2 separate regions of the Muntiacus reevesi genome follow, and region 1 is linked to region 2. Evidence: chromatin contacts called from public Hi-C data. All regions are on one chromosome and are shown on one strand. Each heading gives the region's core, a stretch centred on a gene start, on an enhancer-like site or on the middle of the called end of the contact. The rest is flanking DNA. Distances are from core to core; before and after follow the strand shown. Region 1 holds the start of SKA1 (spindle and kinetochore associated complex subunit 1). Region 2 holds the start of RPL17 (ribosomal protein L17).

Region 1 (7,050 bases), core at 44-2,543, 790 kb before region 2:
CAAACCAGTCAATCCTAAAGGGAATCAATCCTAAATATTCATTGGAGGGACTGATGCTGAAGTTCCCATACTTTGGCTACCTGATGCGGAGAGCCGACTCACTGGAAAAGACCCTGATGCTGGGAAAGATTGAAGGCAGGAGAAGGAGATGACAGAGGATGAGATGGTTGGATGGCATCACTGACTCAATGGACATGAGTTTGAGCAAACTCCGGGGGATAGTAAGGACAGGGAAGCCTGGCATGCTGCTGTCCATGGGGCCCCAAAGAGTCAGACACGACTTAGTGACGGAACAACCACCACCAGTGTCCAGTAATGACCTGTCTTAGAGCTTTCTCTAGTCAGTGCATCCCAAAGCAAGGTTCAGAAGACAAGACTGTCATTTCCTCAGAGATTGAGGGGAACAAATGTTCTATTTATACATAAAGACAACATCAGTATTTGCTTTGAAAACTTTAATACCCGAGAATCTTAAGGAAAAACACAGGACGTTCAAAGAAGCGGGTCCAGGGAAGCATTTCTCCTATGCTGTGGGGACGGGGGCTTTATTACTGGGGTCGGTAAGGAGGCGATCCCAGGACGAGGAAATGGCAACCCCCTCCAGGATTCTTGCCGGGAAAATCCCATGGACAGAGAAGCCTGGCTCCTCTATGGGGTCGCAAAGAGTCGGCCACGACTGAGCACAGCAAAGCCCACAAGGAGGCGGAAGGAGGGAAAGGAAAGAAATCAGGTACTGTTCGTTCACTCCAAGGGAGGTGAAAGAAAGTGAAGTCGCTCAGTCGTGTCCGACTCTCTGCGACCCCATGGACTATATATTATAGCCCACCAGGCTCCTCCGTCCATGGGATTCTCCAGGAAGGAATACTGGCGTGTTCTTTTCCAGGGGATCTTCCCGACCCAGGGATCTAACCCGGGTCTACCTGCATTGAGGGCAGACGCTTTACCCTCTGAGCCAGCAGGGAAGCCCGAGGGTAGGTGAGAAGGTCTATATAAAGCCTCCACTCCAGCTTACGCGGCTAAGGCCCGCTGCTCATCCCGGCCCGCACCGCCCCGGCCCCCCGCCCCGCCTAAACAATGCCCGCTTCCGAAGGGGGGAATCTTCAACACCAGACTCTAACCTCGTGCGGGTCCGGGAGCAAAGGGCCCACTCTGTGGGGTCGCGAGGCGCCGAGACACCGCCCCCTCCCCCACCCAATCTCGGTCGGAAGCGTAGGATCTCGAGACCTGGCTCCGGGAGCGAAATTCAAACTGCCCGCCGGTACTCGGCGCCGCGCAGGCGCACAGCCGTACTCCCAGAAGGCTGCGCGGCGGGCTCACGCTCTTCCGCTTTATCCGGGGCCACAGCTGGGCGGGGCCGGGGCCGGGGCGGGGCCCGAGCCGGGGGCGGGGCCCGGGCCGGGGGCGGGGCCCAGGCCGGGGGCGGGGCCGATCTGGGGAAAAGGCGAGGCCGGATTGGCTCCGGCGTCGAAGACTACCAACACACTTAGCTTTCCTACTCCGCGTTGTAACAAACGGGGGATCTCATTCGGTCACGAATCCTGACCGTCCCCCCAGCCGGGGCCCAGCGCTCGGCGGATCAAATCGCGAGCTTCAACACTGGATCACCAAATTGGCCACACATTAGAATCACCAGGGTAGCTTTAAAAATTCCAGCTCCCAAGCTGTACCCTAAATCAATGAATTCAGACACTGTAAGTGGGGTCCAAACCTTAACGTTTTTAAAAGCACACCAGGTACTTCCAAAAAGCAGCCAAGTTTGTGAGCTATAAGACTGAGAGATTCTCTCTGCTTTCGTGGAGTTAACAAACTCTGTAAGGGCAAATGCAATTTTTTTAAAAAGTTTAATTCTCTGAAAAAAAGAGAAAAAATTGCGCAGGGCTGGTGTGGCAGCGACACAGTCATCACGGACCCAAGTTCTATCTTTTCCACCCGTCCCCATGGCATCATGCATTCTGGTGTGAAGTTTTCCTGTGATGCAAAATAACTCTGTCAGTACCTTTCTCAGTTCTTTGAGAAACAACTAGCTGAAGCAGCACCTTTAAAGAGTATTCCTAGAAACCACACCTAATGAGTTCTATCTGCTTTCCATTGGTCACTCACATCTACAAGGGAGACTAGGGAAAAAAAATCATTAAAATTAAGAAAAAAAAAATCTGGACAGTTACATTGCATCGTCAACAACAGAGGGGTTCTTTTTGTAAGGGAGAAGGAGAAAAGAGATTCTGGGGGCAGTGAACTGCTGCCTTGGCCATTTCTACTTATTACTCTTTAAAAGTCTTCTATTATGGAAAATTTTGAACATATACAATTAGGAGAATACAACGAACCCCATGCTCAACCCATCATTGGGTTTTGACCACTATTAATTTAGAGCAAATATTGTTTCAGCTATACTTCATCTCCTCCCACTCCTTGCCTTCCAGAATATTTTGAAACATATCTCAAACATATCTTTTTGCCAAAAAACATTTCCATGTTTATCTCCTAAAGATAGAAACTTTTAAAGAAGTGTTTATTTTTTAAAACTGTTGTTTTCTTTAATAGAATTTAAACAAGATTTACAAATTGTTATTTGGTTGACACATTTCTTAAATCTCTTTTGATCGGGACATACCTTATTTAGAGCTAAATTCCTAGAGCAGGATCAAAGCCTTTCATTGTAGGGCTAAATGTACAGCTTAAAATGTCAATTCTACAAAAGATAACATATAATTATTATTATATGCTATTATATGTTATTACATTATAACATATTATAACATAATAACAGAAATTCACCCTGCAGCATCAAGGACAAATATTATCAGATTATTTCCAATGAAAAAAATGAACAAGAAGACAGCTTAAAGGCACTAAATACAAGAGAAGGGAGAAATGTGGGGAAAAAATACAAAAATGAGCGATTGGATCATACTGCTTACTTCTGATTTCTCTCTGGGATTTGGCAGGACTCCAGCTGCAATGGCAGAAATTCAATCCAAACTGACTTAGGCAATAAAAAGATTTTATTTGGCTTATGAAATTGTGAAGTGTATGTGTGTGTGTGTGTGTGTGTACTTACAGCTGAACCCAGGTACTCATACCTTTAGGAAACCACTCCATCTCTCAATTATATGTTCCTCTGTGTCGGTTCCATTCTCAGGTGGCCTGTTCCCTACGATGACCGCGGGTATCTCCAGATTTATACCCTAATGGGTTAGCAGTTCTCACCTTCCTAAGAGATCTAGCAAAAACCCCAGGACTGAATCTCATCAGCCTGACTTGAGTCATCTACTCACTCCTGAGTCAATCAGTCTATTTGAAATGGTCTGATTCACTAGACAGCCTGGAGTTGGAAGCCAGGACAGCTTTACTGTACAAAGTCTCAGAGTAGGACAGAGGTAATTTCTCAAAGGAAAATCTAGCAACATTTATGAAACAATGGGGACAGGGAGATATAAAACAAAACAAAAACCTGTCTTCTTCAGAGTTATGACCACATATATCCAAGAGGAAAAAAAGATGGAAAGAGCAAGATGTAAGAAATTGCTAGACTGCTCATTGCAAGAAATATGAGCAAAAGTACTGCGAACTCTAGTCTTCAGGGAAAAATAATAACAACAATAATATCAGTTAACATTTATGGGGTACTTATTCTAATTCAGGCACTTTACATATATTATCCTATTTAACCTTTGTAATAAATGTATAAATAGTTAGACTATGATCTGCACTTTACAGATGAGGAAACAGAGGCTTACAATTAAGTAACTTGCCCAAGTCAACAGATGGCAAAATGGGACCCTGACCTCAGAACTGGTCCTCTTTCCCATGATGCTCTGCTGCTTCCCAGGATCCAGGGGTCATTTGCTCCTATGTTTTGCGTTTCTGAACCTATAGACTTCCATCATCATTTAATTCCCTCATGACATATCGCCCCATGAACAATTTTAGATTATTTATGAATTCCAAGCTTTTCATACCCAATTGACTCTGACAGAAAAGACTTTACTTGTAACTTTTGTACTTCTCCTTGTCTTTCTCTTGCAGTTAAGTGTCAAGCTTAACCTCCAGATGTCCCTAAATCAGAATTAATGAAAGTCTTCACTGTCGAACAAAGATCACAGATTTCTTTAAGCAATAGAACTCTGCATTTCTAGGCAGCTTGGGAAATATTTATTCCAATGACTAGTGACACATTGGTCCAGTAAGTTTGGGGACAAGTTCATAGCTTTCTGCTGATGGGCCTTCCTTTCAGAAGAGGGAAGGCCCACTGTAATATGTGGGATGTGTTCTGAGACGCCTCACTAGTCACGCAGGACAGTCTGACCTTTTAAGAAGTTATTACACCCAAGGCAGATTATGTTTTTACCTTTCCTACTAAACTACATTCCTTTGACTTCCCTTTGGTATTTATTTCTCTATCTATGGCTGTCCGCTGTGGCTTGCAGGATCTTAGTTCCCCAACCAAGGACTGAACCCTGGTCCACAGCAGTGAAAGCATCAAGTCTTAACACTGGGCCACCAGGCAGGGAATTCCCTTTTGGTTTGTTTTTAAAAGCCATTTTCAACTGACAAGATTAAAATCCAAAGCATGTACTTGTCATACAGATCTCACAGGGATTATTCCTCAATTCTCATCATTTGTCATAGCAGCTGAGGTCATCCCAGAAAATCAAACTTCTCACTTTTACAATGTTTCAAACCCTAAAATGAGTAATACCTGGGGTGGGGGGGGGTGTATTTTTTAAACCAGAGAAGAGAGGAGAAAGAAAAAAGCGTACGCTTTCACCTTAGTGTTCTTTCTTTATTGAGTCTTTATCCTATGTATAATTTTTTAATTTTACAGTCAAGCCCCAGTTTCTGTGGCTCCAGGCTGCTCTTAACAAAGGCCCAGGGGTACGTGATAGTGATAGAGAAAAACAGGGAAGCCTAGCGTGTTGCAGTCTGTGGAGTCCCAAAGAGTGGGACATGACTTAGCGACTGAAGAACAACAGAAAGTATGCAGTATCTTTAGAGGCAGGAAAGGAAAGTCCCCGGCATGAAAACCTCCCATTTTCATGAAAGAGAGAGAGAGGAAGGGAAGGAATTGTAAACATATTAATTAATTAAAAATAAGACCTCATGGAAAAGAGAATGAACATAAACAAAAGAAAAAGATGTAAGGAGAGCATTAGACTTATAAATTGAGGGTCCAAACAACAGCATTACAGAACTAGTATATTGAAGTATAATACAAATAGCAAGAAATAGAAAAGACATCATTGAAAGTCAAGTTAAAAGAAAAGCTTAAGATGATTACAGTACATACAGTTGGAAAAGAAAAGAATGAAAGTAAATACAAAGTCCACAAAATAGAGGATAGAAATGATTTAACATGAGGATAATTGGTGTCCCATATATAAAGTGAACAAAAAATGAATCAGAAGACTATAAAAGATGGAATAAGCGTGATTACCTACAGGGGAAAAAAGATAAGCCTCTAGATTTCATTTGAGTCAAATTTACTAAGACATACTCCATAACTAGAAATATTCAAATTATTCAACTTTAAATATAAAGAGTTCTTTAAGCATTAAGGTGAAAAGCAAATTGGCTACAAGAAAGGAAAATGTCAGGGTGCATCAAATAACCTCACTTAACCTTTTACATTGTATCATTCAATATCCTGGCAAGAATCAGAAGGAAGAGTAGAATTGGATAATTGGAGGAGATTTAGTAAAAAGGGCTGTCCACAATGTGCAGCCAGAGATTATAGAAGGTAACAAATGGTGGTGAGTTTTCCTGGGGTTCACAACCTCAATGACCAGTTAGTACCCCTAAGCACAAAGACTGACGGCCTCTGGTTAGGTTCGGAGCATCCCTGTGCAGCAGGACAGAAGCTGAGAGAATAACCACCTGCTTCCCCTCTCCTCCTACCTGTGGATCGTCCCACTGCCGTTGACTACATCCATCCTGAAGTCAGAAGGCAAAGGAGACTCTTGAAGCAGTTCATATAGGTCAGGTCACCTGGCTCCAGGGCTGGATGGAAAACCATGGGGAGTGGATACTGAGGGGCAGGCAGAAGGCAGCCAGGACACACAGTTACATTATGGCACTCACATACTGACATGCTTTGTGAATTTCATAAAATATTTCTTAGAATAGGCATCGATATTTACATATAAATATTTGAAATCAACTACTATAATAAGTTGCATAACTGTTTATTTTATTTGACAGATGCTTTTCCCAAAGCTTTTAAAACACTTAATAAATATTATCATATTGATACTTACAAAGTGAACAGTTGTCCAATTCTTGAACTGGAGAAGAGTAAGGCTTGCCAAATTTTCCAGGATCAATTAATTGTGGAAATAGCTGCCAGTCAGATCTTTCATAATAGATCACATGAAAGCCAGAAAAGACTGTTTGGGAATCATTTATATCAAGGTGTTCATTTTGCTGAATATGTTCTCGTTTCCTGGCACTTAAGTGTTTTTCTTGCTTACCTTCTGAAAGTTCTTTTCCTTAAGAAAAACTTAGCAATGAAAAGGAAAACATAATTAGAATTTCATTTTATTAACTGTCATTATGATGTCCAAGTCAATATGATGAAGTAAATTTCCATGTTTTGGATAACTTCTGTCTGTGTGGATGCAACCAAACATACTGAAGTACATTCGGTATAGCAGGTATGTTTACAAATCTTGTGGAAGCTTTGTGCATTCATGCTAAGTCACTTTAGTCATATTCGACTCTTCAGGACCCCATGGAGCCTGCCAGGCTCCTCTGTCCGTGGGATTTCTCAGGCAAGAATACTGGAGTGGGTTGCCATGATCCAAGATCCTGGGGATCTTCCCGACCCAGCGATCGAACCCACATCTCTTGTGTCTCCTGCATTGGCAGGTGGGTTCTTTACCACTAGTACCACCTGGAAGCCCATGTAAGCCTTATTTAAAGCTAAATTAATAATAGTTCATGGCTTCCCTGGCGGCTCAGTGGTAAAGAATCTGCCTGAAATGTGGGAGACCCAGGTTTGATCCCTGGATGGGGAAGATCCCCTGGAGAAGGAAGTGGCAACCCACTCTA
Region 2 (6,149 bases), core at 2,377-4,876:
CTCTTTTGGCTAAGCCACTCAGCTTGTGTGATAATAGTTCTCTGACCAGGGATGGAACCCAGGCCCCCAGCAGTGGAAGCTAGGAGTCCTATCCACTGTGTTGCCAGGGAATTCTCAATGATGTAACATTTTTTATTTCTTCTTTTTTTTTTTGACATGTACACACTGCTTTATTTATTTTTGGCCATGCTAGGTCTTCACTGCTGCACACAGCCTTTCTCTAGTTGCAGTACACAGGCTTATTGCAGTGGCTTCTCTTGTGGAGTACAAACTCTAGGCTTGTGGGCTTCAGTCGTTGGAATACAGGACCTCATTAATTGTGGCTCACAGGCCACAGAGTGTGCAGGCTTCAGTAGTTGTGGCGCTTGGGCTCAGTTGCTCTGTGGCCTGTGGAATCTTCCCAGACCAGGGACCGAACCTGTGTCCCCTGCACTGGCAGGCAGATTCTTGTCCATTGTACCACCAGGAAAGATGCAACTTTTAAACGCACTGGGAAACCAAAAAAATCCATGCGACTTGCTTTATCACAGTGCTCTGAAACTGAACCCACAATGTCTCAGAGGTATGCCTGGATCGAGAAAAGTGGAAGACTGGGTTACAGGCTCAGCTATGGGCTGGCAGCATAGTCAGATAGTCAGGCAGGCACCAACTTTTACAGTTTACAACCACAAAATCATGTGACTTTTACCAAAATTTCTTGAATTCATCTACCACTCTCCATTCTTTGCCAAAAAAATTAAACTGAACCTCATCAGTTCGAGCCACTCCCATCTTTTGCCAGCCTGTGGCCTTACCCCTGAGGCATCCCAAATTTCTTCCTATAGAGTGATCTTTTCAAAAGTGAATCTGATCAAGTCACCTCACCCATGCCCATCCCCAAGGGTTTAAACACTTTTCTTCATTGACCTTGAAGATGAAAGTTGCTCAGTTGTGTCTGAGTCTGCGACCCTATGGACTATGCAGTCCATGGCATTCTGCAGGCCAGAATACTGGAGTGGGTAGCCTTTCCCTTCTCCAGGGGATCTTCCCAACTCAAGGATCAAATCCAGGTCTCCTACACTGCAGGCGGATTCTTTACCAGCTGAGCCACAAGGGAAGCCCGTTGACCTTAAGTTAAATTCAAAACTCCTTGACAGATAAATAGGCTCCCTCCAGATCAGGTTTGCCACTCGCCCTTACCTCTCCCCACCCACAACCAAAAGGAATTCAAACCCTTGCAGTTCCCATAGCAGAATTTTCTTGCTGGCAATAATTCTCTCTTACTGTATTGCCATGACCAGCCAGCTCCTTCTGGTCATTCATGGTGCAGTTGCCATGTCGTCCGCTCAGGGGAGGCTTTCCTACTCTACACGTTCACCCTGCTTTAGCAGTTTCACACTGTATTCTAACTGGCTGTTCACCTCCTAGTTACCTATCTCCCTGTCCCTACCCTCATTCTAAAACTGTGGGTTCCCTGGCAGCCGAGACTCTCCTAGCATCTGTTAGAGCATAGCATCCAGCACGACGGCAGGCATATAAGTGTTCGATGAATATTCATTTAATGGCTAAATGAACAGGTCAACTGATTGCCAAGGATGATCCCTATTTGCAGTACACAATTGCTTTAATAATTAAGATTTCTTAATAATAAATATAGTAAAATTAAAATATACTTTCCCCAGTACATGCAAAAGAAAGCCTTTTTCCCCTTGAGTATTTTCCCAAGGGTTTGTAAACTTGTGCCATGGACCTTTTTTATACTATGGTTTGTGAACCCCTTCACAGGATATTTGTGTGTGTGTGTGCTTAGTCATTCAGTCGTGTCTGACTCTTTGTGACCCCATGGACTGTAGCCCACCAAGCTCCTCTGTCCATGGGGATTCTCCATGCAAGAACACTGGTGTGGGTTGCTATGTCCTCTTCCAGGGGATCTTCCCAACCCAGGGATTGAACCCAGGTCTCCCACATTGCAGGCAGATTCTTCACCTTCTGAGCCACCAGGGAACTCCTGTATTTTTTAAATACAAATAATAAAATACTGTTACAAAGGACCAATATGATTGCTGTGTGGTTTGTTGCCTATATTCATAGTGGAGAAACATGTCAAATTTCAGATAGAAGTTCAAACCGCAACTAAACAGATTGGAGGAAAATATGTATATCAAATACAATTTAAAGAGTTCACTTAAATTTTACAGAGAAGTCACTGAGGCTATAAAAGGAAGATCCAAAGTTAAGTGCTAACACCACCAGTGACTCTAAGTGAATAACCAGTATGATGACCTGGGAAAGAAAATGCACCTTGGCATTTTTATTTTCAAGGAACAGTTATCTTTTGCCATATGAAGATCTACAAGTTGCAGTGGGGAAACCAGATCTCAATCTTGAACCAGACCCTTCAGTTAGTACATCCTTTACATGCGCTGCTTTATCACACTGATTGTGTAATATTCTCAAATTGAGAATTTATGATTAACATAATTACATCCCATCCTTTGGATCTCCCTAATTTTTCCTTTTGGGCTTCCCTGGTGGTCAGTGGTAAAGAATTGTCTGCTAATGCAGGGGATGAGGATTTAATCACTGGGTCGCAAAGATCTGCTGGAGAAGGGGATGGCACCCCACTCCAGTATTCTTGCCTGGGAAATCCCATGAACAGAGGAGCCTGGTGGGCTACATTCCATGGTGTCGCAAAGAGTCAGATATGATTTAGTGACTAAACAACAACAACAACAACAACAGCGAATTGTCCCTTTACAAATCATTTTCATATAATCACATAACCAAATCTAATGAATCTTGATGAAAAAGTGTCTCATCTATACCTAAATAATATGTAGTATTGTCCTAGAACTACAAACTTGTTTTGCTTTGTTTTTATAGTGGAGTATCTTTGATTACCTCATTTCACTTCCCTGGTGGCTCAGACGGTAAAGAGTCTGCCTACAATGAGGGAGACCGGGGTTCAATCCCTGGGTTGGGAAGATCTCCTGGAGAAGGAAATGGCAACCCATTCCAGTGTAATTGCCTAGAAAATCCCACGGGTGGAGGAGACTGGTAGGCTACAGTCCATAGCGTCACAAAGAGTCGGACACGACTGAGCGACTTCACTTATCCTTGATTAAGTATGTTACATTAATTTCAGGTGTACAGCAAAATGATTCAGTTATACTTCTACATATGTATTTTTTTTTCCAAATTTCTTTCCCATTTAGGTTGTTACATAATACTGAGCAGAGTTCCCTGTGCTATACAGTAGGTCCTTCCTGGTTATACATTTTAAATAGAGCAGTGTGTACATGTCAATCCCAAGCTCCCTAACTATCCCTCCCCAGCTACACGTTCCCCCTGGTAACTATAAGTTCGTCCTCTAAGTCTGTGAATCTGTTTTTGTACAAACCTGTTTTTAATTGACAGATATTTAAAATACATGACTTTATTTCTGTATACAAAAAAGGATAATTTTGACACGGTCCCTAAGCCTCTAATTCGTTTTCAGATATTCTCAAACATATTCCACATTCCCTTTCTCCTCCGCCTTCCCCACCTCTACAAATCTCGTTTCTTTAGGCAGGGACTCTCGCGAGATTTCGAGCTCTCATGAATTCTCCCATGAGCCACCGCTCTTCCTTTTCCGGTAAGCGGCCAGAGGTGAGTGTGTCTCTTCGGCATCTTTGTCTAGTGATGAATCCTCTGGTAATCCCTGCCATCCTGGCTTTCTCGGCGCCGATTTCGAGACCCTCAGGAGGAGGACTCTAGCGGCTACTGATTCCTCCCTGGTGGAGCAGTCCTGTGCGCGGGGATGTGTCGGAGCCCCCGGCTTGGCGCCCCTCTGCTGCCGGGCCTCTACAGGCCGCAAAGGGGCTCAATGGGCGAGAATGGGGGTGACGAGGTTAGAAGCCGGCTGTGGTCGGTGCCGACTCCTGAGGGCCAGTGTCTCGCGGTGAGTGGGGGCCGCGAACGCAGCGCATTTGGGGCCGAATGGAAAGAAAGTTTTGGGGGAGGGGAATGAGGTCAAGTCGAGTCGAGGTTTACTCAGTGGCTCAACGTGAGTTGAGCTGCGCTTAACGCGGGTAACACCCTAAAGTGTGTGGAAAGCTTGGCTTTCTTGTGAATCTGTGAGTAAAGGAGGTTTCTGTAGAGGGAGCATGTCCTTGGGTCGAGTTAACTGACTGATCAGACTTGAAGGATCTGATGCTGAGCAGGGCGCTGGGCTCCTCGGCACGGATACTTGAATCCAGATTTGGATGGAAACAGGCTGTGTTTTCTTCCAGAGGGTTAAGGGAAGGGCATCCGTGTCACTAGTCTTAGTAGTGTCAACGTTGCTGTAGGCAGCTGGTTATTGTAGATGAGATGAAACTGGATTGAGAGGATGGCTGCGATGATGGCATTTCTTAGGACACCTTTGGATTAATCATGAAAACAACTACTCTCTGAGCAGCTGTGGACAGTTTATAGTACATAAATGTTAAACTGTGAGTTGCTATAAATATATGTTGACAGTTATTCTTGCTTCCAGCTGACCCTTAAAAATGGTGCGCTATTCACTCGACCCAGAAAACCCCACAAAATGTAAGTGAGCAAGCAACATTTCTTATTTTGGAGTATAAGGCACCCAGATACCAAGATTAACCAAAAATAAATTTTTTTCACCGTATTTTTTAGCATGCAAATCAAGAGGTTCAAATCTTCGTGTTCACTTTAAGGTAGGTGAATCGTAGTTATGTTCTGAAAGCATTGTTCCTTGAGTATTTTTTAACCGTTCTAAAAAGGTAGCTGCGATGATGTGTTTCTTAGGACACCTTTGGATTCACCATGAAAATAAATCATTTCTGAGCAGCCACCTTTTAGTGAACACTTTGATTTAGGATTTGTGGAATTGGGTAAAATTACCAGAGAACTGCTTGAGAACCTAGTGCACAGATCAAGTTATGGGAAACGTAATTGTAGTTTACAAGATAATGGAGAAATATTAACAGTGAATAAACATGTTTAGGGTTCACATTTCTCCACCTTCAAACCAAGTCTCCCTGGTTCATAACAGATTTTGTATTATGTTTCAAGAATGGAAGGTATTTGGCTCTTGATAAAGGTTGACACGTTGAAAATACTGGAATTTGTTTAAATCTGACAGCTTACGTTATTATGTTTAGAACACTCGTGAGACTGCCCAGGCCATAAAGGGTATGCATATCCGAAAAGCCACCAAGTATCTGAAGGATGTCACTTTAAAGAAGCAATGTGTGCCATTCCGTCGTTACAATGGTGGAGTTGGTAGGTGTGCACAGGTAAGAATTCATAGTTGTCATTTAAAAGACAATTTGTTAGGGAAGGGAGTAGATGGAGTAAAAATGGCCATTGTCCTCCTTTACTGAGGCTCCTTATGGTTGCTGTGATAACAGTCTTTGGGACACCTTTGGATTAACCATGAAAAAAAAAACAATGTTCTGAACAACCTTGATGTAGGTTGAAGTAAATTTCATCTTGTAACATTGATTTAAATTGAGGCAAATTACTAATAAACTCTCTGGTTTTGTTTTTTAGGCCAAACAGTGGGGCTGGACGCAGGGTCGGTGGCCCAAAAAGAGTGCTGAATTTTTACTACACATGCTCAAAAATGCAGAGAGTAATGCTGAACTTAAGGTACCCACACTATAAGCATCTTTATACATGCAACTTGGATTGTTAACTCAGTTACAGTTGTTGTCTGGATCTATTTCCTTGGTTGACTTGCTTTTTCTTTGATTGACTTGATGAAAGTAGCAAGAGTTCCCATTAAAAAGGTTCTTTTAAATCTCTACTTTCAATTTCCAACAGGAAAAAATTTTTGTTTATACAGCGTTTCAGGAGCGCGGTCTGCAGTAATTTCAAGCCTAAGACTCTAGAATTACCCCCCCTACACACACACACACACAGAGACATAATGCCAGTACATGCAAGAGAGATGCTTTTTTTTTTCCTTGAGTATTTTACCAAGGGTTTGTAATCTTGTGCTGTAAAGGTTAGTGCTCAGTGGTGTCCAGCTCTGCGGCCCCATGGACTGTAGCCTGCTAGGATCATCTGTCCATGGAGTTCTCCATGCGAGAATGCTGGAGTGGGATTGAACCAGGTGTCCTGCATTGCAGGCAGATTCTTTACCATCTCAGCCACCAGGGAGGCCTTTTTTATAC

Evidence for each region. Hi-C and Micro-C count contacts between places; a contact is called where the count stands out from the background.
Region 1: a contact with region 2 is called in a Hi-C map of muscle, with 9 times the contacts expected there. The contact joins the promoter of SKA1 here to the promoter of RPL17 in region 2. A contact is called at or near these places in 2 of 3 Hi-C or Micro-C datasets (blood and muscle).

Annotation. Positions count from the first base shown.
Region 1 is chr4:47,608,181-47,615,230 of mMunRee1.1, reverse strand. SKA1 (spindle and kinetochore associated complex subunit 1) reads right to left here and starts at 1,293. Exons shown (of 7, transcript XM_065932738.1): 1 at 1,225-1,293.
Region 2 is chr4:46,824,791-46,830,939 of mMunRee1.1, reverse strand. RPL17 (ribosomal protein L17) reads left to right here and starts at 3,626. Exons shown (of 7, transcript XM_065932682.1): 1 at 3,626-3,922; 2 at 4,499-4,551; 3 at 4,645-4,685; 4 at 5,133-5,267; 5 at 5,524-5,622. The coding sequence starts at 4,512. LOC136168091 (small nucleolar RNA SNORD58) reads left to right here and starts at 4,756; the gene lies at 4,756-4,820. It overlaps LOC136168092 (small nucleolar RNA SNORD58), which reads left to right and starts at 4,356; the gene lies at 4,356-4,421. It overlaps LOC136168093 (small nucleolar RNA SNORD58), which reads left to right and starts at 5,367; the gene lies at 5,367-5,435.